2 separate regions of the Mus musculus genome follow, and region 1 is linked to region 2. A link is a contact called in public Micro-C data. All regions are on one chromosome and are shown on one strand. Each heading gives the region's core, a stretch centred on a gene start, on an enhancer-like site or on the middle of the called end of the contact. The rest is flanking DNA. Distances are from core to core; before and after follow the strand shown.

What was found. Hi-C and Micro-C count contacts between places; a contact is called where the count stands out from the background.
Region 1: a Micro-C map of embryonic stem cells shows a contact between it and region 2, with 2.8 times the contacts expected there. The contact joins the promoter of Nectin1 here to the promoter of Pou2f3 in region 2. A contact is called at or near these places in 7 of 39 promoter capture datasets (the 3T3-L1 cell line, the SN4741 cell line, cranial neural crest and 3 more), 3 of 484 Hi-C or Micro-C datasets (cortical neurons and embryonic stem cells) and 4 of 115 datasets of contacts at active chromatin or transcription factors (embryonic midbrain, embryonic stem cells and neural tube).

The regions. Positions count from the first base shown.
Region 1 is chr9:43,741,521-43,746,134 of GRCm38.p6, forward strand. Nectin1 (nectin cell adhesion molecule 1) reads left to right here and starts at 2,434. Exons shown (of 6, transcript NM_021424.3): 1 at 2,434-3,202. The coding sequence starts at 3,124. Gm46108 (a long non-coding RNA gene) reads right to left here. Exons shown (of 4, transcript XR_003948147.1): 3 at 3,796-4,614.
Region 2 is chr9:43,203,599-43,207,717 of GRCm38.p6, forward strand. Pou2f3 (POU domain, class 2, transcription factor 3) reads right to left here and starts at 2,157. Exons shown (of 13, transcript NM_011139.2): 1 at 2,056-2,157. The coding sequence starts at 2,083.

The DNA of each region.
Region 1 (4,614 bases), core at 1,184-3,683, 540 kb after region 2:
AGGGCACAGAAACAGCAGAGCCATCAAGTTCTTTTTGTCGTTTTCTTTTCTTTTCTTGGTTGGTTGGTTGGTTTGGGTTTGGTTTGGTTTGTTGGTTGGTTGTTCTTTTTGAGACAGGGCTTCTCTGTGTAGCCCAGGCTGTCTTGGAACTCACTCTGCAGACCATCTGCCTCCTGAGTGCTGGGACTAAAGGTGTGCGCCACTGCCCAGCAGAGCCATGTGGTTTGCTTTCAAGCTGGAACAAGACAGCTAAGCTAGAAGAAGCAGACATGGCACTGGGGCCCCTAGCTGAAAGACTGGGACCACAGAGAGTTGTCAGTTAGAAAGATTTCCTTTGCTGATAGGAAGGAAAATAAGACCAGGCATCAGGAGACACAGGCTGTGGTTCCCCACCCCCCAACCCCCGCCCCATGGCCTTTCTGTGTAGCTCTGGCTCTCCTGGAACTCACTTTATAGACCCTTGGCTTCGAACTCAGAGATCTTCCTGCCTCTGCCTCAAAGGGCTTTGGATGCCCTTGTACTAACAGATCCAGGAATGAACACTCAGCAAGTGTGGAGAAGGTAAGAGACCACAGCACTGACAGAACTTGGTGTGTCTGGAGTTAGTGCACAAGTGTTCAGCTCCTATGACGTGTTAGCCACAAGCAAAAAACAAATTCCTTTTGGCTTGGGCAAGTTTAAAAGCACTTGCAAGCCAGATGGGAGATTCCTGGCTGCCAGCCTGGCCACCAACCTGCTTAATTTGACAGGGCATCCTCTGGATTAAGACCCTCCCGTGGCTACCTGGCATGAGTCTGATTTCAGGCTTGACCTTACCGCAAGCTCAGGCAGGGTTAGAACCAATTATTTATTAGGCCGTTTCCTAATACCCAGCTGTTGCTCTCTTTCACAGTTTTCCCTGTGCTGACCTCTACTTTAAATCCAGTATCTTGAAGGATGGTCTGTGCCTGACAGACACCTCCAGTCAGCCCCTGTTGCGCCCCTTACCACAGAAGCCTTTCAGGTCCCTCCCAGCCCAGGCTAACGTAGATGTCCTGAATCTGAAAACCCCCACAATGCCGTGCTGCGGTGAGTGATTCTATAGAACTTCTGTTTCTGTGTCTCCCCCCCCCCCCCATCCCCACTAGACCCCGCTCCTGTGGGGCAAGGACCAACTATGAGACCACACAATGCATTCCCAAGTCAGGCGGTAGTGTGGTAGACAGTTTGTCCTGAGTTACACGGGTGAAGCATAAAAGGATACAGAGAGCATTCCTTTTGAGTGGAGTGACTTCTTTAGCAGGCTGAGCCCGTGGGCCCAAGAGTGGGAAACTGTCCCTCTCTTCCATTGTCCTGCCCCTCCCATTCTCCGAAAGGAAAATTTACATTTTATCAGAATTTGGCGCTACCCCAAGCCTCTGTGCCCTTGGGGCTGGGCTAAGGGCAAAGGGCAAAGTGGGTGTGGTCTGCTCAGCCCCGAACGAGGGAGTTCTGTTCTCTTGACTGGGAAACCCTGTCTGTCTGCCTCTCCTAGTCCAAGGATGGGGACAGAAGGTCCAGGCTTCAGGCTGCTAAGGGCCCCTCGGGCTCAGTCACCTTGGCAAGAAGCCACCCGGATGTGGTGGGTGGCGAACAGGATGGGGCGGAGAGTCCTGGCCGTTCTGGGACACCGACTGGATGGGCCACTTTCGCGGGAATCCCGCAAACCACTCAGAAACGAGGTGAAGGCAATGGGAGCCCACTTGGTTTGTCGCTCTTTGGGGAAAGCAGAATGCTTCGATTTCGGGACAAGGACCCCCTGAAGGCAATAAGGATTAAAGAAGACCCACTAGAAACCTGAGTGCCCTGATCTCTCACCCACTAATGTCTTGTCTTGCCTCAACTCTTCACAGCTTTCGCGGTTGGTCCTCCGCAAAGCTGTTTCCGTCTGGTGTCCAGATCTTGGGGAGCAGAAGCTTTGGCAACAGTTCTAGCCTGTGCTCTGCTTCTTTCTGCCACTCTCCATGCCCTCCTCTGGGCCTTTGTTTCCTCATCTGCGAAATGGTCCCAGGGTCGGACCAGAGAGTCAGAAAAGCCCTCGGAGCTCGGACAATGCCAGATCCAGCGTTCACACGGATCCCTACGGCAGCCCCCCTCCTCATCTTAACTCCACCCCTACCGAGCAGCTTCTCCCCCTTGCCGGCCGCTAGGGGTCACTGCCTCCCTTTGTCAGCGACCGAGGAGGGCAGCCCGCCCTCCGGCCCTTTCCACGACCGAACGGCGACCCAAGGGGCATCTTGCTAGCTTGGGGCCCTGAGCCGAACCCCACGGCCACGCTCGCAGCCACAGCTGCTTAGGACTGGGAGGTGCGGCCGCGCGGGCGGAGGCCGGGCCAGGGCTGGGCCGGGCGCGTGGGAGCCAGGAGGGGGTTAATGCTAACCCCTCCCCCCGGGCTGACATCACGGGAGAGCGGGTGAGAGGCTGGATCGGCGAGTGAGAGAAAGAGAGGGAGAGGAGAGAGCGCGGCTCGCCTCGGCACCGGGGCAGCTCCACATTGTTGCGGATCGCCCGCACCGAGCGCAGCGGCCGCGGTGGGGACCCGTGGCGCACCCGGCTCGCTCCCCTCGGTCCTCCGAGACCGTGCAGCCCCGAGCCCCGCGGGCAGCTGGCCGCCCTAGCCGCACACCACCGCCTGGGCCCCGAGCCCTCCGCACCGCCCGGCCACCCTCGGAGAACAGCCGGCCATGGACGCCTGCAAGTTGGAGCCGAGCGGGAGGGTGTGAGCGCGCCCAGGGCCGGGAGCCTGCGCCGCGCTAGCCCGGTAGCCGGGCGCGCCGGGGGTGGGTCCCTCTCCCCAGCCGGGCTTTGCGTGGAAGAAGAGGGCGGGGACCGGGGCGAGGAGAAGAGCGGAGGAGGCGAAGGGGGCATGACTCGTGCAACTTACTGCGGGCATCTGCCGAGGCTCTGAGCCGGCGGCAGCCGGGGACCGGATTGCGGCCGCGCGGATCCCACCCAGCCCACCCCGCCCCGACCGACGGCTGCGGCTGACCTGGATCCTCCGAGCGCCCGCCAACCGCCAGCGATCCGCCCTCGTCTTCCAGACTGGTTTCTGGAGCGCGAGGAGCGCCCTCCTGGCAGCCCCTTTCGCCGGACCCCCACCCCCCGATGGCTCGGATGGGGCTTGCGGGCGCCGCTGGACGCTGGTGGGGACTCGCTCTCGGCTTGACCGCCTTCTTCCTCCCAGGTAAGGCGATTGCCTCTGCCTCCCTCCATAGCCCCCCACCCAACCAGAACCTCCCCGGGACTTGGAGCTGGATGATGGGCAAGGCTACGGGTTGTAGGGAGCGAACGGAGCCAGAAAAGTTGGGTCACGCTTGGATAAGGGGGGGCAGGAGGTGGCACCGTGGAGAAAGGGGTTGAGAAGCCCAACAGCCTGCCCTGCAGGGTAGCAATCGGATGCACGTCTCTATGTAGCAAGAAAGCACTTTCTCCGCTCAGTTCTTCACAAAAATAATAATATGTAATAGGGTTCTATTTATTTAATAACCAGTTCTCAGCTCGAGAAGCAGTTTGGAAACACTGCGTGTTACATAAATGCAAAATAATCACCGTAATCACGGGCTTGGGGTATGAGACAACAGCCCCAGGGGGAGGGCGTCAGTCTCCTAGCTGGTGGGCTGTGGGCTAGGAGAGTGGCGGGGGTTGGGGGCGACTTCATTTCTTTTGGCGGCCTCTTGTCAGATGGTTTCGGGCTCATGGGGGCCCCCTCCTGCCCCACATCGCCCCACAGCGGGCGATCGGAACCTGCTCCTGCGGCACAGGCAGCTTCTTACTCACCTGCGGTTCCTTTTCTGGAGGGTGAGGTCGGGCCGCCTAGGGATCGCAAACTCCGGGCCTTGCGCGGGGCTGGGCTCCGTCTCGGAACTCCACTTCTAAAGCGGAGGGCTCTCCCAGGAGGAAGCTCCACGGGCTTCATGCCAGCCAGGTGGCCGCATGACCCACTTTCCCGGGAGGCCCCGAGGGTGTCCCGCGTGTCTTTCCTCGAGGTGTGAGCTGCCGGCAGAAGAGGGGTTAACTCCGCGCCCGACCCTGGGGTGGCCCATATTGGCCTATTCTGACGGATGGGGTGGGGGCGGGCGGAGGCTAGGACGGCCCAGGCATATTGTGCTGGGGAATGAACTGGAAAATGCGTTTAGGAGGCAAATCCTACCGAGTCCCCTCGCCTGGGTTTAACCCCTTGGGTCCCTGGGGAAGCAACTAGGCTGCCAGCAGGACACTAATTCGGGTCAAAGTGGGGAGAGTATCTCGCTAGCCAACTCCCCCGTCCCCCGTAAAGAAACCTGAGACAAGCTCTTGAGATAAGATGGGGTCTTGGAAGGCTTGTTTCGTGGTCGTCAACTCGGGGTGGCAAAATAGGGGGCTGGAATGCAGACAGAGACTTCTGGATTATTAAGAATATTGGATTCCCGGCCACTGTGATTCTGCAGGCTTGCCAGGCAGTTTGGTAAGGAGAGGTAGGCCTGCCTGTCCAGGTGTAGCTTGGACTCTCTCCTGGATGGCAAGAGCCTGGCCTCCTCTGCTTCCCTTACTGCCTCCTCCTCCTCCTGCTGCCGGCCTTCTCCGTGCTGGGGCGCTGCACCTCTCCAGCAGTGGTGG
Region 2 (4,119 bases), core at 907-3,406:
GAGCACACAGCACAGAGGGACCACGATTTTGTGAGTGACACGGAGGAAGATCAATAACCCTGGGGACTGGTGGGGTGGGGGTGGGGAGCTAGTTAAAGAGTGTAGCAGGGAGGCCTTCAAGACAATTGGAGAGAGAAATCAGGCGAAGTACACAGAGGCAGATAAGGCCCCATCCTGAGGGATCGCCCACTTTGGGTTCAGCACACTCCATCCGGAGCCCTGGTGAGAGCAGAGATGCTGGGCAGACCTCTGAGGAGCATCAGCTGGGGGCTTGCATGGAGGATGGGCCTGGGCTTCTCTCCCAGCTTCTCTCCTCTCTTGCTCTCTACCAGACCCTCCCAGCTCCCAAGCTGCTAGGATCCAGCTGTTCTACCTCCTCCCACTTCCTTAGGGAGAAGCCTCCAGTAGGCAGGGAGGTGGAAACCCCCCCAGGAAGTCCCTGATTTTGGTTCTAGAGAACTCCCTACTTTCTATTGAGTTACCTTTGGACAGAGCTCCATTCGAAGCCTGGCTTTCCTGATAGGAAATGGGGGGGTGAAATGCCTGCCCAGAGGACCTGTCCCCAGGAACTTCCCAGTCCACGTATTGCTTTGGGTCTGAAGACTCTCCTCAGACACTGGAGTACACCCAGTTGGATGGTTCCTTCAACCTCACCTAGTCCTTCCTGGCAAATCCTGGGGCACCAGCCACTGAGTGCCAACATCTCTCCACTTGTACTCATCCCTGCTGGGAAACAGCATTAGTGAAACCAGGCATCAGGGCCCTCCTGGACCCCAACTAATGTCTGCTTCCAGGAGTGATGGGAGACAGGAAGATCTAGCCTGTTCTGCTTCTTGGAGGTGGGTCAGAAGATCTACTTTCTCCCCCCTTCCCCTTTTCTCCTTTTCCTCCTTTCCTCCCATCCTGTTCTTCTAGAGCAATCCATACAATTTCTACAGCAACCCTCAAGTCCTAAGGAAAAATTACTAGGCCCTTGCACTGTGTGCAAGAGGTAAGGTACTAGGCTGTGAGTGGTCAAATTAGGTACAGCTTTTTGCATTTTGATTCTGTTACTTGCCCAACACCTCAGGCAGCCAATGAGAAGATCAGCCCTTTCCCCCACCTCAACCCATCAGCAAGTCTAACTTTCTAGCTTAGTAGCATCCTTAGCCCAGCAATGCACAGAGGATCAAAGTGATTGACAGGGCTGGGTCTCTCCACGCCCACCTCCCATTTGTAAGCTACAGGGTAACTGACTCCGGGCTATTTCATCTCCTGGTTTCCTCAGGAAAGGAGGTCAAAGGATATCGGACTCAGATGTGCCTGTTGCCATCCCCTCTGGCATATAGACCCATTATGCATTGAGCCCATAACATAGATGACCAATGGATAATGAGTGGACACACCTCCAACACAACCGGAACACGTGTGGTCCAAGTCTCATCAGGTTCTTTGGCGCTTACTCCACCCATCCTCCCAACACACAAGGGGGACAGACAGACACTCATGACACACATACACACAAACACATGCTTGCACAAGCCCTAATCAATGAACGATCCCGTGGCATGGCATCTGCCCCAGGTGCGCCTTTGGATTTGCTCCACCCTACCCACTTCCCCTAGGCACCCCCCATGCCCACTTTGCCTGCATTTCACACAGGTGCCCGGACACCAAACACGCAGCATGTGGATACACGTATGCACTCCCAGGTCCACACCCTAGCTGAGTGATTGAACCACCCAACTCCTGCAACCTCCTGGGACTCCAGTGCTTCAGCACACCCAAGTCCCACGCACTAACTCCCCAGATCTGGGGCTTCAGGAACTTCATGCCTCTCTCCATTGTTCTCCAAGATTTCATATTTCAAAGTTGCTCCTTTTAACCCCTCTCCCCATACCTACCTATCCACGCCAGCCCGGAAGGACCCGCTATCCGCATCGCCCTCTCCTGGCCGCCGAGGAGTTAACGCCACCCCCACCCCCCAGCCCCTCGCGTGGTGCAATGGTGTCCCTGTCCTTGGTCCCTTCCCACGCGCAGTGACACCTGTCGGAGCTCACTCCCTCTTCCCCTTACCTGTGTGCATGGGCTCCAGATTCACCATCCTGCCCCAGGCGGGGCCAAAGCCTGCGCCCCCCCAGGTCCCTCGCTGCTGCCCCAGCCTGGCCCCCGGGGAAGCCAGGGTCTCCCTCCTCCCGCCCTCTGCCGCCGCAGCTGCAGCCCCTACAGGAGCGGCTGCCACCTCGGTCGCACACTCCGCTGCTCCGGCCCCGGCAGGACTCCGCGGACAGGCTTAGCACACTCCCCAGGTGAGCACGCGGCGCGGGGCGGGGGCCTCGGCCACGCCCCCTGGCAGGGCCCCCGCGCTTGGTCCCGGGCCCATGCAAAACAGGGATTTGCATACGTGGAACTGGGGGCCGGGAGAGGGGTGTCAAGGTGCTGCCGGGGCGGGTCCCGACCCTGAGGAACACCTGTCCGTCGAGACCCCGCCTGGCAGTCCTTCCCCATCACGCCCTCAGCGGCTCCTACTCCTGGGGCAGTTTTGCTCTTTCGGGGAACCCCAGGCTTCTGCCTAGTTGGGCTCCAGAAGAGTAAGCAGTGCTGCTCAGAACCTGCGAGTGTTTGGAGAAGACAAGGGGTTGCTGCGAATGGTCTTGCCTTCCAACCGCTTACCACCGCCGTGGCTTGGGTCAGGCTGTTCACCTCTCTGACCCCATTTTACTCATCTATACAACGGGGCCTGTGGTTAATAACTGCTATCTATGAGAGCTAAGCAGGTGACTAAACCGGGCTGATTTCCTGTGGTTTACCCTTGTCACTTGCAGCAGCTTCTTCTGACTCTTTCCAGGGCTCTTTCCAGAGAGACACGGCTGTCCCTTTCCTGCCGGTTCCCACCATCAATCACCTCTGGTCCCAAGTTATGAGGGAGAAGGGTGTGGAGAATATTCGCCAATGTCAGCAGTTGTGATGGAGTTCACTTTTCAGGGACTGGAGTGACTTATCCAAACTCTGCAATTTGCCAGAGATGGAGCCTGCAAGGGCAAAAATCTCCCACTCTTCAGGGGCCAGCGAGTGACTCTGTGCCTCAGAGGAACACATCCAGCCAGCTCAGAAAGCCGTGTGCTGACAGGAGGGCAGAGCTTCCCTTTTCATCTCCTTTCCAGATACGATCCCCATTAACCTTCCACCCCCAGCCCCAGCCCAAGTCATTTCCGAGGATGGTCTTGGGCTTTTCAGCCTTAAAAGGAAGAAAGAGAAAGAAAGAAAGAAAGAAAGAAAGAAAGAAAGAAAGAAAGGAAGGAAGGAAGGAAGGAAGGAAGGAAGGAAGGAAGGAAGGAAGGAAGGAAGGAAGGAAGGAAGGAGCTGGAGAGATGGCTCAGCAATTAAGAGCACTGACTGCTCTTCCAAAGGTCCTGAGTTCAAATCCCAGCAAGCACATGGTGGCTCACAACCATCTGTAATGAGATCTGACTCCCTCTTCTGGAGTGTCTGAAGACAGCTACAGTGTACTTACATATAATAAATAAATAAATCTTTTTTTTAAAGTATACTTTTCTCCTGAGATTTCCATTCATAATACCCCAAGCTTACTGTGCTTCCGCTCTGGACTTAGCATGGTGCTGAAAAACTTTAAGGGTGTCTTTAATATTATTATTATTGTTATTGTTATTATTATTACTGAAGTGCTGTAAGTTCAGAATCAAGATGCTTATGCATGTTAAGCAACTCCAAAGCTGTATTCCCAGTCGGTTCCAATTTTGAGACAGGGTCCCCTTATAGAGTCTAAGACATTCTCCAAAATGTAATGCACATTAAATAAACCCTGTAGGGGCTGAAGAGATGGCTCAGTGGTTAAGAGCACTGACTGCTCTTCTAGAGGTCCTGAGTTCAATACCCAGCAACCACATGGTGGCTCACAACCATCTGTGATGGGATCTGACAACCTCTTCTGGTGTGCCTGAAGAGAGCGTACTCACATAATAAACAAACAAACAAACAAACAAACAAATAAATATTTAGGCAGGCGGTGGTGGCACATGCCTTTAATCCCAGCACTTGGGAGGCAGAGGCAGGTGGATTTCTGAGTTCGAGGCCAGCCTGGTCTACAAAGTGAGTTCCAGGACAGCCAGGGTTATACAG